2 separate regions of the Rattus norvegicus genome follow, and region 1 is linked to region 2. Evidence: chromatin contacts called from public Hi-C data. All regions are on one chromosome and are shown on one strand. Each heading gives the region's core, a stretch centred on a gene start, on an enhancer-like site or on the middle of the called end of the contact. The rest is flanking DNA. Distances are from core to core; before and after follow the strand shown. Region 1 overlaps Snai3 (snail family transcriptional repressor 3). Region 2 holds the start of Zfpm1 (zinc finger protein, multitype 1).

Region 1 (5,576 bases), core at 1,322-3,821, 180 kb before region 2:
CAGCCACAAGCTGCAGCCACCTGCCTGGCTGGGCGTGTTCGTGCATGAGAACAGGGTAGCAAGTGTGTGCTGTTGAGTGGCCAGGGGTGTGTCCGAGCACAGCACATCATGACACACGCAAGGAGACGCCACAAGGGTGACCCTGCAGTGAGCAGAGGCTGACTGCTCTGTGGGTGGCTGGCTGGTTTTACCAGGTTCTTTTTGTTCTGAGAGCATATGTCTGTGTGGGAGCCCAGGAATGCTAGCTCCAGCTGCTACCCGCTGTCCAGAAGTGAGACTGGGGCTCCTTAGACAAGCTGTCCATACTTAGAGCTAGGAGTCCTGTGAGGAGCTGACTTTTGAGGTCTCCATATGAAGCCCAGGCTGGCTCAGATTTGAAGTCCTCAGACTTAAGACTCCCGAATGCTGGGGTTGGGGATTTAGCTCAGTGGTAGAGCGCTTGCCTAGCAAGTGCAAGGCCCTGGGTTCGGTCCCCAGCTCCAAAAAAAAGAAAAGAAAAAAAAAAAAAAGACTCCCGAATGCTAGGTTTGCAGGTATCTACTCGTGAGCCTGCTCTATGTTTATGTTTGTTTCTGAGCATCGGGGGTCCTGGAAGATGCTTTCCTCATTTTGAACAAGTTCAGGTCACCTTCTAGTGACTGGACTTGTCTAGTTCGTGCATTCTGCAGTCCTTCCCTCCCCTCCCCACCTCTGTGGCCCAGAACAGTGGAGGAAGGTGAGAACTCTGGCTGCTGCACATATGACTGGTTCAGGGTAGGCATCCGTACCTCTGGCTTCCTGCTGGCTGCTGATGTCCCATAAGGCAGGCCAGACTACGGTCAGATAAGTGAACAGAAATTTGAAAGCCTTAGACAAGCTGAGTCTTGGAACCTCACCCCTCACTCTGTGTTGTCTCTCCCCTCTGCCCTTCTAGAAGCTAATGGTTCCTGCTCTGCCTGTGAGGAGCTGGTGGGATCCTGCCACCTGCCAGATAAGGAGGCCTCTTCCAATCCCAGTGACCCTCTGCAGCCTTGGGACAGTACCTCGGCCATTGCCTGCGTCTCCCTGCCTCTTCTGCCCCATCATGGAGAAACTCTGGGAACCTCTGGACCAGAACCCCAGGAAACCAGCTTGGTGGGCCCTCGGGCTGGCCAGGCCCCTAGTGTGACTCTCAAAGACAGCTTCAATCTGCCCCCGGTGTTGGTGCTGCCCACACGATGGCCCCCAATCCTGGGCTCAGACGGAGCTCTAGATGAACACCTCAGGGCTGAGGGAACATCTCGGGTCCCAGGTAGTTTTGAATGCATCCACTGCCATCGGCCATATCAGACTCTGGCTGGCCTGGCCAGGCACCAGCAGCTGCACTGCCACCTGCCGACTGGGTGTGCCTTCACCTGCAGGTACTGTGACAAGGAGTATGCCAGCCTGGGTGCCCTCAAGATGCATATCCGCACCCACACGTTGCCCTGCGTCTGTAAGGTGTGTGGCAAGGCCTTCTCGAGGCCCTGGCTGCTCCAGGGCCACATCCGCACCCATACAGGTAGGAGGGGCAAGGCTGCAATCCCGGGAAAGGATCCAGGTTGGGGGAGGGGCTGGTCTCCTCCTCGGCAGGGTCCTTGCACCTCCTGCAGCTGCTGACACACATCCCCACAGGTAGAGGGCACAGGCATGTCTCCTCAAGGTCCTGAGGTCAGAAACCTGAACTCGAGGCATGGCCAGGCCACATTCTCTGCGAAGGCTTTAGGAAAGATACTTCTTGCCTCTCTGGTCTCCTGGCAGCCGCCCTACTCACTGGGAAATGGCCACATCTGTGTATCTGCCTCTGCCTCTGCTTTCCTAATGCCTTCTCCCCCGTGTGTGTCTCTGCTGTAAGGGGAGGGAGACCCCTGTAAGTCATAGTTAGGATTCACCCAGGTAGCCTCATCTTAACTGTTATCTTTGCAAAGGCCCGATTTCTGCGTAGGGTTGGAAGGGAGCTAAGGAAGCAGGTGTCTCTGAAGGACAACACTGAGAACTGCAGGGCTTCTTCGGAGCCTGTTTGCCCACGTCTGTGGCTTCAGGGCCAGGGAGGTCTGTGAAGGCGGGGAAGCATGGTCACCGTGGAAACTCCCACAAGAAGGGCAGACTCTGGCCTTGGAGAACTGTGACCAGTTAGGGTACAAGTGCCTCTTGCGGGCTGAAGAACCAGACAGACAATTCTCAATGGCCCCCTTCCCTTCCACTTGGGAGGGTTGTCCTGGAAGCCAAGGTCTTTGCAGAAAGATTCTGTCCCAACCCTTGGTGGTGCTGATTGGAGATGGTGCCTGTGTCTAGGAGTATAGCTTACTCCATCCAGTTCGGCCTTCACAGTGGCTCAGTATTACACCTGCCAGTGGCCAGGAAGTGCTAGCAGGGGTGGGGGTTGGGGTAGGGGGGTTTAGGGGGTGGGAGGGCTCCGGCTACTTCTCATGGTCAGAACTGAGCACCTCGGCATTGGCAGAGACATAGCGGCCACACTGCCTTTGCCTCAGAAGATCCTCTGATCCTGCCCTGAGTGACTGTCTGACTGTCCAAAGGGCTCTGACCTTGGGTGCTTGGGCTGTGGTGAGGACAAGGGCAAGTTACTTATTGGCCAATGGTGACATTTCGCCTTTGGCCACCATCTGTGGACTTGTCCTAGCGGTGTCCACTCACCTGACCGCCTTTCTTCCTCCCACAGGTGAGAAGCCTTATACCTGTTCTCACTGCAGCAGGGCCTTTGCTGACCGCTCCAACCTGAGGGCTCATCTGCAGACTCACGCTGGTACCAAGAAGTACAGGTGCGCCTTGTGCCCCAAGGCCTTCTCCCGAATGTCTCTCTTGGTGAGGCACGAGGATGCCGGCTGCTGTCCTGGCCCCTAAGGGGACACAGCAGGGTGGATGGGCCAAGCCTGACAATACTCTCAGTGGTGCTGTCACCCAGGACAGGGCCCAGATCACTGTTGCTTGTGTCCTGCCAGAGCAAAGCCCAGTGGGGCCTTCGGGCAGCTTTCCCTGAGGCCTGTGTTCAGAGGAGACTTATCACCACAAGTCTCACCAAAATAAGAACCAACTGTTCCCGTTTTCAGTTCTGCCTGTCTGCTGGACCTGTTTCAAAAAGGAGCATCTATTGGGAAATAGCTAACATTGGGCAAAAACCACCATGACGCCAATGAACCTGGCCACCTGGGTGCCTTTGTGTGCAACTTGAAATGACGGTTTTTACTTGAGAGCACAGTGTGTGTATAACCTTGAAAAACACAGCTACCTCTCAGCCAGTCTCAGTACCTTTACCTTGGGGTTGGAGACACATTTCCTCCTGCCCCTTATGTACACATATGTGTGTATATACACAAGTACACATACACCCTGGCTCCTCCCCATAAGATGAGGCAGGGCCAGGGGGGATTGGGTTGAAGCCAGGTACCACCTCACCTGTCCTCAGCACTTGTTGTCCAGCTTGGAGCTGGCCTCGATGGCTGGTTAACGTCTCAGGAGAGCAGCTGTGGGTAATAAAGAACCTCCACACTCAGGCCTCCTGTCTTGAGTCTTTACCAAGCCCCTGGATCTATGGAGGAGGCAGAATTCTCCAGGGGCAACAGGATTGGGGATGACTTGGGCCCTCCTGGGCACGGAGCAGACAGGAGACAGAGGGCATTGTGTCAGAGCATCTCAGGTGAGCCTGTGGCCTTTGAGGGAAGAGAAGCTGCATGCAGTGACTTGGTGGACTGTTGCCAGGGCTATACCAGCAGCAGGGTTAAGGGTCCATGAAGGATGCTTGGTTGGGACCAAGGTTGAGAACTGGTAGGGTGGCTATGGCAGCTGAGTAGCGTCCCAAGCCAGCAGAGAGCAGGGCTTGGTTCTTCCAGTAGATCTCACTGACTGGAGTTGGCATTCGGGCAGAGAAAGGAGACCCACAGAACCCGGCAGAGAGGATCCATGACATATTTTTAGGTAACAGTCTATCAGCTGCTCCACTTCTGGCCCAGAACAAAGGACACGAGTCAGCTACCTTTGTCCAGGCCCAGTCATGATGGTTCCCACCTTCTTCTGAGCTTTCCAGGAGCCTGCTAACCCCTCATGTGAGAAAGCCAGCATCCAGGAAAGCTCATCTGGGTACCCTAGCTTCTGGTTTGCAGCTGCTTCAGGCTAGATTGGTAGTGGTCATCTAGCTGTGGTCTGCTGGCCTTCGGGACCTCCCAGAGGAAGCTCGACCTATTTGCTTGGAGATGGTCTCAGTCTGTAGGCCACACTGGCCTTGAGCACACTGCAGTCTTTCTGCCTCAGCCTCCTAAGTGCTGGGTTACAGGCATGAGCGACATAACTTGGCTTAGAAACTTGACCTTGAGATTGGGCTCCTAGACCAGGAGTGACTACAATCAGATAAACACTGTACCCCACTCCTGCAAGGGACAAGGCTACTGACTGACAGCACCAGACCTATGCTGGCTGGTAGAGGGACACACTTGAGGCAGACACACTCATGTTCCCCGCCCGAGACCTCTGTCCCCACTGCACGGGAGGCAGGGAGTGGGCTCAGGGGTACCCTCTAAAGTTCTGGTATCCAGAAGTCCCAGCTCAAAGTGACTGCCAAAGCAGGATGTGGATGTTGTCCTAGTAGGAGTTTCTGTCTCTGCTGTCACACTATGTGTCTCCACAGGACCTTATCTTAGCAACTGCAAAGGCTCACTTCTAAAGGTCTGCAACAGGTTAGGATCATGACACGGATCTGGGGTGGGGACTGCTGTTCAGCCCAAACATATAGCTTGAGAAGTCACTCTACCTCGTCCTCACTCTTAGAGCGAGGTGGGACAGGGTCGGGGAGATCTGATGATTCCTTTTTGAAATCTATACAAGGTCATGGGGTAGTCAGGTATTGGAAATAACTTGAAAGGTTTTGGGTAAGAAGCTCCTTCCCTCCCCCACCCTCTCTTCATCTCTCTGTCAAAGCAAAGGACGGTATCTTGTCCCCAAATGTCTGGTCCTTTTGTAAGCAGGTCAAGATTCCCCTGTCAGAGGGGCCCTCAGAACCCCAACTAACATGAGCCTGGGTTTCTCATGGGAATGTTCTTTTAAAATAGCATCCAGATGCCCAAAGGAAGCTATATTATAGATTGTGTTCTATTCCTGGTTCCCCATGTCTAAATGGGGCTGTCACACCTGTCGGGTATGAAGCAGGGAATCTCACAGCCCAAAATAAAGTGGAATGTTTCCCCCCCTTTGGTTCCAGCCCATGGAAAATACTCTCGTATTTATATCTGGGCTGGTGGAGGGCTGAGGTAGCGGAGGGTGGGGGTTGGCAGAGAAGCGGGAGGAGGGTACCTGCCAGGGAACTGATACGGAAGGAACAGAGGACACGTTACACTCCGCAGGCCAGGCTGAAGTCAGGCGGCAGCAGCTGAGCAGCCCTGCCTGCAGACACCTGCGCCTTCCCAGCCAGCCTGGCACAGCAAAGGAACTGGGGGTGGTGGCTTCTCGCTTAATTTCTGGGCCCAGTCCCTGACATGCAGAAAGAGGGTCAGGAAGGGGGGTGCCCCAGTGTGCTTAGGCGGCCTTTTCTCTGGGGTTGCCTGCCTTCCTTGCCTGCCCGTCTACAGAAT
Region 2 (5,103 bases), core at 778-3,277:
GCAGCTGCAACCCGGCTTTGGTGGGGGCGTGGAGGGCGTCGGCCCCTAGAGCTCAGCCTGCTTCCCCTCCGCAGCCTGAGACCCGCCACAGGTGAGGCCAGGGCAGCAGGCGCGCAGCTGTGAGGGCCTCACGCACGGCCTTGGGTAGAGAGCCCGCGAGCAGACGCCTCCGCTTGGTGACAATCAACATTCGCATCTTAACGCGTTTAGATCTGCTATGGGAGGAGGGGCCCCGGCCACGAGTTGCACAGAGGGCTCAGGGCCCCGCCCCCCAGGCCTGCTCGCCTCTTCTGCTTGAGTCGTGGGGCACTGTGAGGGGATCAGAGGGGCTCTCCTGCACAGTCTCCGTCCTGGATCTCAGAGTGCGGGGTTTCGCTGACCGAAGTGGGTTGGACTCTCTTGGGCTCCCGGGGGCTTATCAGCGCTGGCGATCCGTTCCCAACCAGAGATCTCCCTGCCCTAGCTATCTTCATTTCTCATCAAACTGAAACACACACACGCTCACGCACACACACATACACGCGAGAACAGAACCCGGCAGAGGCGCACAGGCGAGGAAGGGAAAAAGAAACCAGAGAACCAGCACAGATCCGGACCTGTGGGTGGCTTTAATACTTCAGTTGACATGATAGAAGGAGACTTTCGGAAAACAGGTCCAGCTCGCATTTGGGGAGTCGGGTTACCAGAACCCAGATTCCTCCCTGCGTCTACCCCCATCCCCCGCTCCAGACTTGAGTAGTAGGGGTACGCTCACAAGCTAAAATGTACATTGGGTCCTGGTGGCAGTGTCATGTGGGCAGCTCAGGCGCCTGGAGCTGGGAAGCCGGATGCCCAGCCCCCCTCCCGTCACCTCCTGGGCAGCCCAGATGACCTGTCGCTCTCGCCAAAGGGAAGCTCCAGGGAGGAAGCCCCGCGCCCTGCCGGGAGAGGCGCGAAGTTATTATTGGTGTGGCGTGGGGAGGAGCTCTTCCTGTGTGCTTACTCGCTCCTAGAGCAGCCAAGAGGCCCCGCAACCTGGTGGCTCAGAGCTCAAGAGGCTCTTACTGTAGGGGTACGGGTTATGTAGGAGGATAGGGCCTGCCCTGCTCGGGGGAAATGCCCAACGGAGGACCTGCGAGAAACTTGGACTCTCTTGGGAACAACGTTTGAGTCCTGGAGGTCCCAGGATGGTTCCGAATAACCCCTCGGATGCGGGGGTGGAGAGAGAGATGCCCATGGGCATACATCATTTGCCCGTGTAGCGTTGTTAGGGGCAGTTGGTGGGTCGGACACATGTCTCCCAGCAGGCAGAGGTCTGATTGAAAACTCCAGAGCCGGAGCGGATAAAGGGGGTTTGGTCAGCCAGTACCCAGCGCCTGGGTTGCAGCAATCTCCACTACCTATCCCGCTGCCTTGTCACTCTGCAGCCAAAGCGCTGCGGTGGGCGCCCGCCGGTCCCCGCAGCCCCAAGTCCCCCTTACTCCCAGGTCTTTCTCCTTCTGCCTCTAGATACAAACAAAGCCTGGGAGAGTCAAGCGCGCCAGATAAGATCACAATTTCAGCCCGTCCCGACAGAGCGATCTTATCAGGATGGGACTTGCAGAATGGAATATTTTAAACTTTATCTGAGCCCAGATCGGGGCCGCCCTATCGCCGCACCATCTCTGATGCGGGGGAGGTGCAGGCCGCGAGGTGGCCGGGCTCTGCCGGAGCCGCGCCCCCAGCCACTCTCCTTCCGGCTCTCGGGACCCGCCACCCTCTTCGGGGACCGGACCCCCTGGGTGCCCATGCCGAGACGCGGGGGCCCTGCCCGCCAGCAGAGATTAGATTACGGCGCGCTTGGCACTCGGCGCGGGGGGCGCGGCGCGGGGTGAAGGTCGCGGACGCAGCGGGGCTGGGCGGCGGAACAGGGGCGGCGCAGGGCGGCTGTGCGCCAGCGGGGGTCTGGCGGGCACCGCGGGCAAAGTTTGACTCACGCTTGATCTGCCGGGGATTGCTCTGTTTCCTCCTGGACATGTCTCCGGCGCCGTGCGCCCTCGCGGCGGCCGCCTCTAGCCCCTGGCGGGCGGCGGCGGGCGGCAGGGGCGCGGCGGGGTGGCGGGGCGGCTCATGCCCCCGGCCCGTGGGCTCCACGGCTGCCTTGGCCCGCGCCCCCAGCCCGCCGCGCCGCGCGTGGGCCGCCGGCGCCGCCGCGGAGGCCCGAGGCCACGGCCCTGCGCTCGGGCGCGCGGACTGCCCGGCGGGCGGCGGGCTGGTGGCGGCTTCTCTGCTTCGGCGCAGACGCCGCCGCCGCCGCTCAGCTTTTCTCAATGGAACCTGCGAGCCGCGAGCGGCGAACGGGCGGCCGCCGCCAGGGCGCTCCCCGCAGGCTGGCCAGGCGGGCGGGGCTTTCGCGTAGTTGGCGGCGGCCCCGCCCCTCGCCCCGCCCCGTCCGTCCTCTGTGGCCGCGTCTTCTCACCCCGCTGGCCCCGCCCCCCAGACCGCCCTTCCCGCTGGCCCCGCCCTAAACTATTGCTCATCTTTTCTCTCCTTGCACCCGCTTCCGCGTTCTCACCCAGGCTGGGCCGGGCCTTCTTTCCTCGCGCTGGCTCCACCCCTCATCCGTCCTCCTCGTGCGGACTCCGCCCCTTAGCGTATCCTCCTCGCTCTGACCCCGCCCCTCAGCCTATCCTCTTCGCATTGGTCCCGCCCCTCAGGCGTCCCTCCTCACGTTGACCCCGCCCCTCAGCTCGTCCTCCTCACATTGACCCGGTCCTCAGCCATCCTCCTCCTGTCGACCCTGTCCCTCAGCCACTATCACACTGATCCCGCCTATCAGTCGTACTCCCTACATTGCCTCTGCCCCTGATCCGCCCTCACATTTGCTCTTGCTCCGCAGCCGTTCAGCTCATATTGACCCCGTCTCAGGCGGCCCTCCTCACATTGACCCTGTCCCTCATTCTGACCTGTTTGCATTGCCCCTGCCCCTTAGCTACACTCTCATGTGGACTCCGCCCCTTTGCTCGTCCTCTTCACAAGAACACAGTCTCAGCTGTCCTCAAATTGACCCCGCCCCCTTACTCCTCCTTCCCACGGGCCCGCCCCAGCATTTCCTCCCCCAGCTGGCCACGCCTACAACCCCTCCTCTGTGCTGGCCCCGCCCACGCCACCTCCTTCTTTGCTTTCGCCCCGCCCTTCTCCCTGGCCCCGCCTCTGCTCTGTAGTCCTGTGCACAGGCCTTCCCCGCCTCCCACCCAGGCCTTGCCCACGTCTGTCCAATCCTCCCGGCTGGCCCCGGGCCGCGCTGGCCTTGCCCCGAATTCCCACCCTCGGTTCTAGGTAGACCTCTAACCTCCTTCGCTAGTTCCAGTTTCCTGAGGCTATGTCTGCAGACCTGTTTAGGACTTGGAGACCTGTTCTGCCCAGCAGCCCCGCAGCACAGGCCCCTGGCTTGTCTGACTCTGGCCCTCCTTTCTGGAGCTCCGCCCCCATGGTTTAAGTTGTGCTGTCCCTTGAAGCTGTGCCTTTCAGGCAGCCAGCAGTGGGATCCAGATGCCCGAGGCCTGGACACAGAATTGGAGCTGGACTTGGAATGTGACAGAGGCTCTGGTCTAGAAGGAAGGCTTCAGTATGAGACTTGCAACTTCCGATGGCTGTGGCCTCAAGTAGTTCAGTCTTGTGCCTAATTGGGTGGGGGAGGGACCTCAAGTTTTCCCCTCTTGAACTCAGAACTGCCCAGAAATCCAGGAGGAGCCAGAGGTCATTTGGTTGCTTAACCACAGCCGGGGCCACAGTGAACATCTGCCAAGGAGGTGTCCCCCTCAACACCCTGAGCTTTCCCTGCGCTAAGGGCAGGTTCCCAGTGCCCACACAGTGTACTCCAGACCCAGGTCAAGAATGCACCACTTGTTCTTTGAGGATATTGAAACTCGAGACATGCACAAGATCACACAGCTGGGGATGGGGTTATGTCCTCATCTAAATGAAACGACCAAATGGCATCAGTGATGTCTACTGCCTCTCTTCATAGCACACAGGGATACAGAAAGTCTCCACAGAGAAGACACACGGCCCCACCCAAAGAGGTGGACAGTCTTTGGTTGGTACAACTGTCACCATCCCCGTCCCCTTGGAAGTTTGCCAGATGCTAGCTACCGGGCATTCTGGGTATGAGACCTGTTTCCTTCCGGCTTCTGACACTGAGGTCTTTGCAAAGAAGAGAGAGGTGGCTGTCTCTTCCCTGTGACCATGTATGTCTACTCAGCAAAGGCCACTGTGCAGGACTGGCAAGTGGGACAGAATGCTGCCCCCTCTGTTGGTCATACAGAAAACACCAAGGCCAGGATCTTCTCAGAGGAGACATCCTTCTAGAGCTGGGACCCTGTATTTGCTGGGTCTTCTCAGTCTAGAGGCCCCAAGATGCTTATGAACTGGACAAGGCATACTTTGGTCTGTTTTCCTTGGACACTGTATCTTCTTAAGGGAAGGGCACTCTACAGGGGATGGGGCTTAGGAGCTGGGAGTCCTGGGAGGTGGTTAGATGGTTAGAGGCTGCCATGTAGGGTAGGGTGAGAATCTGGGTACTCAGTAAGTAGCACCCAGGCTGGAAGTGCTGGATAAGATCTGTATTGGGTGGAAATTTGAGAGTCATGAGAGAAAACTGTGGTTTTTTTTTTTTTTTTTTGATTAGTAATGTCTGCCTGGGATGCAGGAGGATGAGATGGGATCTCTTTGGGCCTTTCTTTGCCTGACCTGATTTACTTGTATGATGCTATGTATACAGAGCCCAGGTTAGGACAGAAGGACATACTTATCTCAGTCAGCAACATGGAGCCTGCCGGCCAGGACAAGCTACATCCTTTGTGGGGCCCGAAGCAAAGTGAAAATATGGGACCCCGTTTAAAAACGAGTCCAGCATGATGACAGCATACAGCCTCCCATCCGGGGATGTGTCATCCAGGATTCTGTGCCTAGCAGAAGGTCCTGCCACTGTCTGGGCTTCCTCCCCTCCTCTGTCTTCCACCGGCTCCCACTGTGGGCCCCAATTTCTCCTGCTTCTCTCTACTGGGAGAGGCAAGTTCACGACCAGAGTCAGCAGGGAAACAGGATGGCTTCAGCCAAGGGCCTTGTAGTCGATTCTTTGTG

Evidence for each region. Hi-C and Micro-C count contacts between places; a contact is called where the count stands out from the background.
Region 1: a contact with region 2 is called in a Hi-C map of liver, with 2.0 times the contacts expected there. The contact joins the enhancer-like site here to the promoter of Zfpm1 in region 2. A contact is called at or near these places in 3 of 12 Hi-C or Micro-C datasets (liver and prefrontal cortex).

Annotation. Positions count from the first base shown.
Region 1 is chr19:67,423,251-67,428,826 of GRCr8, reverse strand. It overlaps Snai3 (snail family transcriptional repressor 3), which reads left to right. Exons shown (of 3, transcript NM_001107439.1): 2 at 914-1,519; 3 at 2,678-3,516. The coding sequence ends at 2,859. Among named protein-coding and RNA genes, the nearest start is that of Snai3, 6.0 kb to the left of the region's middle. Within about 2 kb of position 2,571, at least 9 of the 93 cell types and tissues checked have an H3K27ac peak or open chromatin away from gene starts, as enhancers often do. A contact at or near this core is called in liver, where this site is marked.
Region 2 is chr19:67,240,164-67,245,266 of GRCr8, reverse strand. Zfpm1 (zinc finger protein, multitype 1) reads right to left here and starts at 2,027. Exons shown (of 10, transcript NM_001242627.1): 1 at 1,956-2,027. The coding sequence starts at 1,995.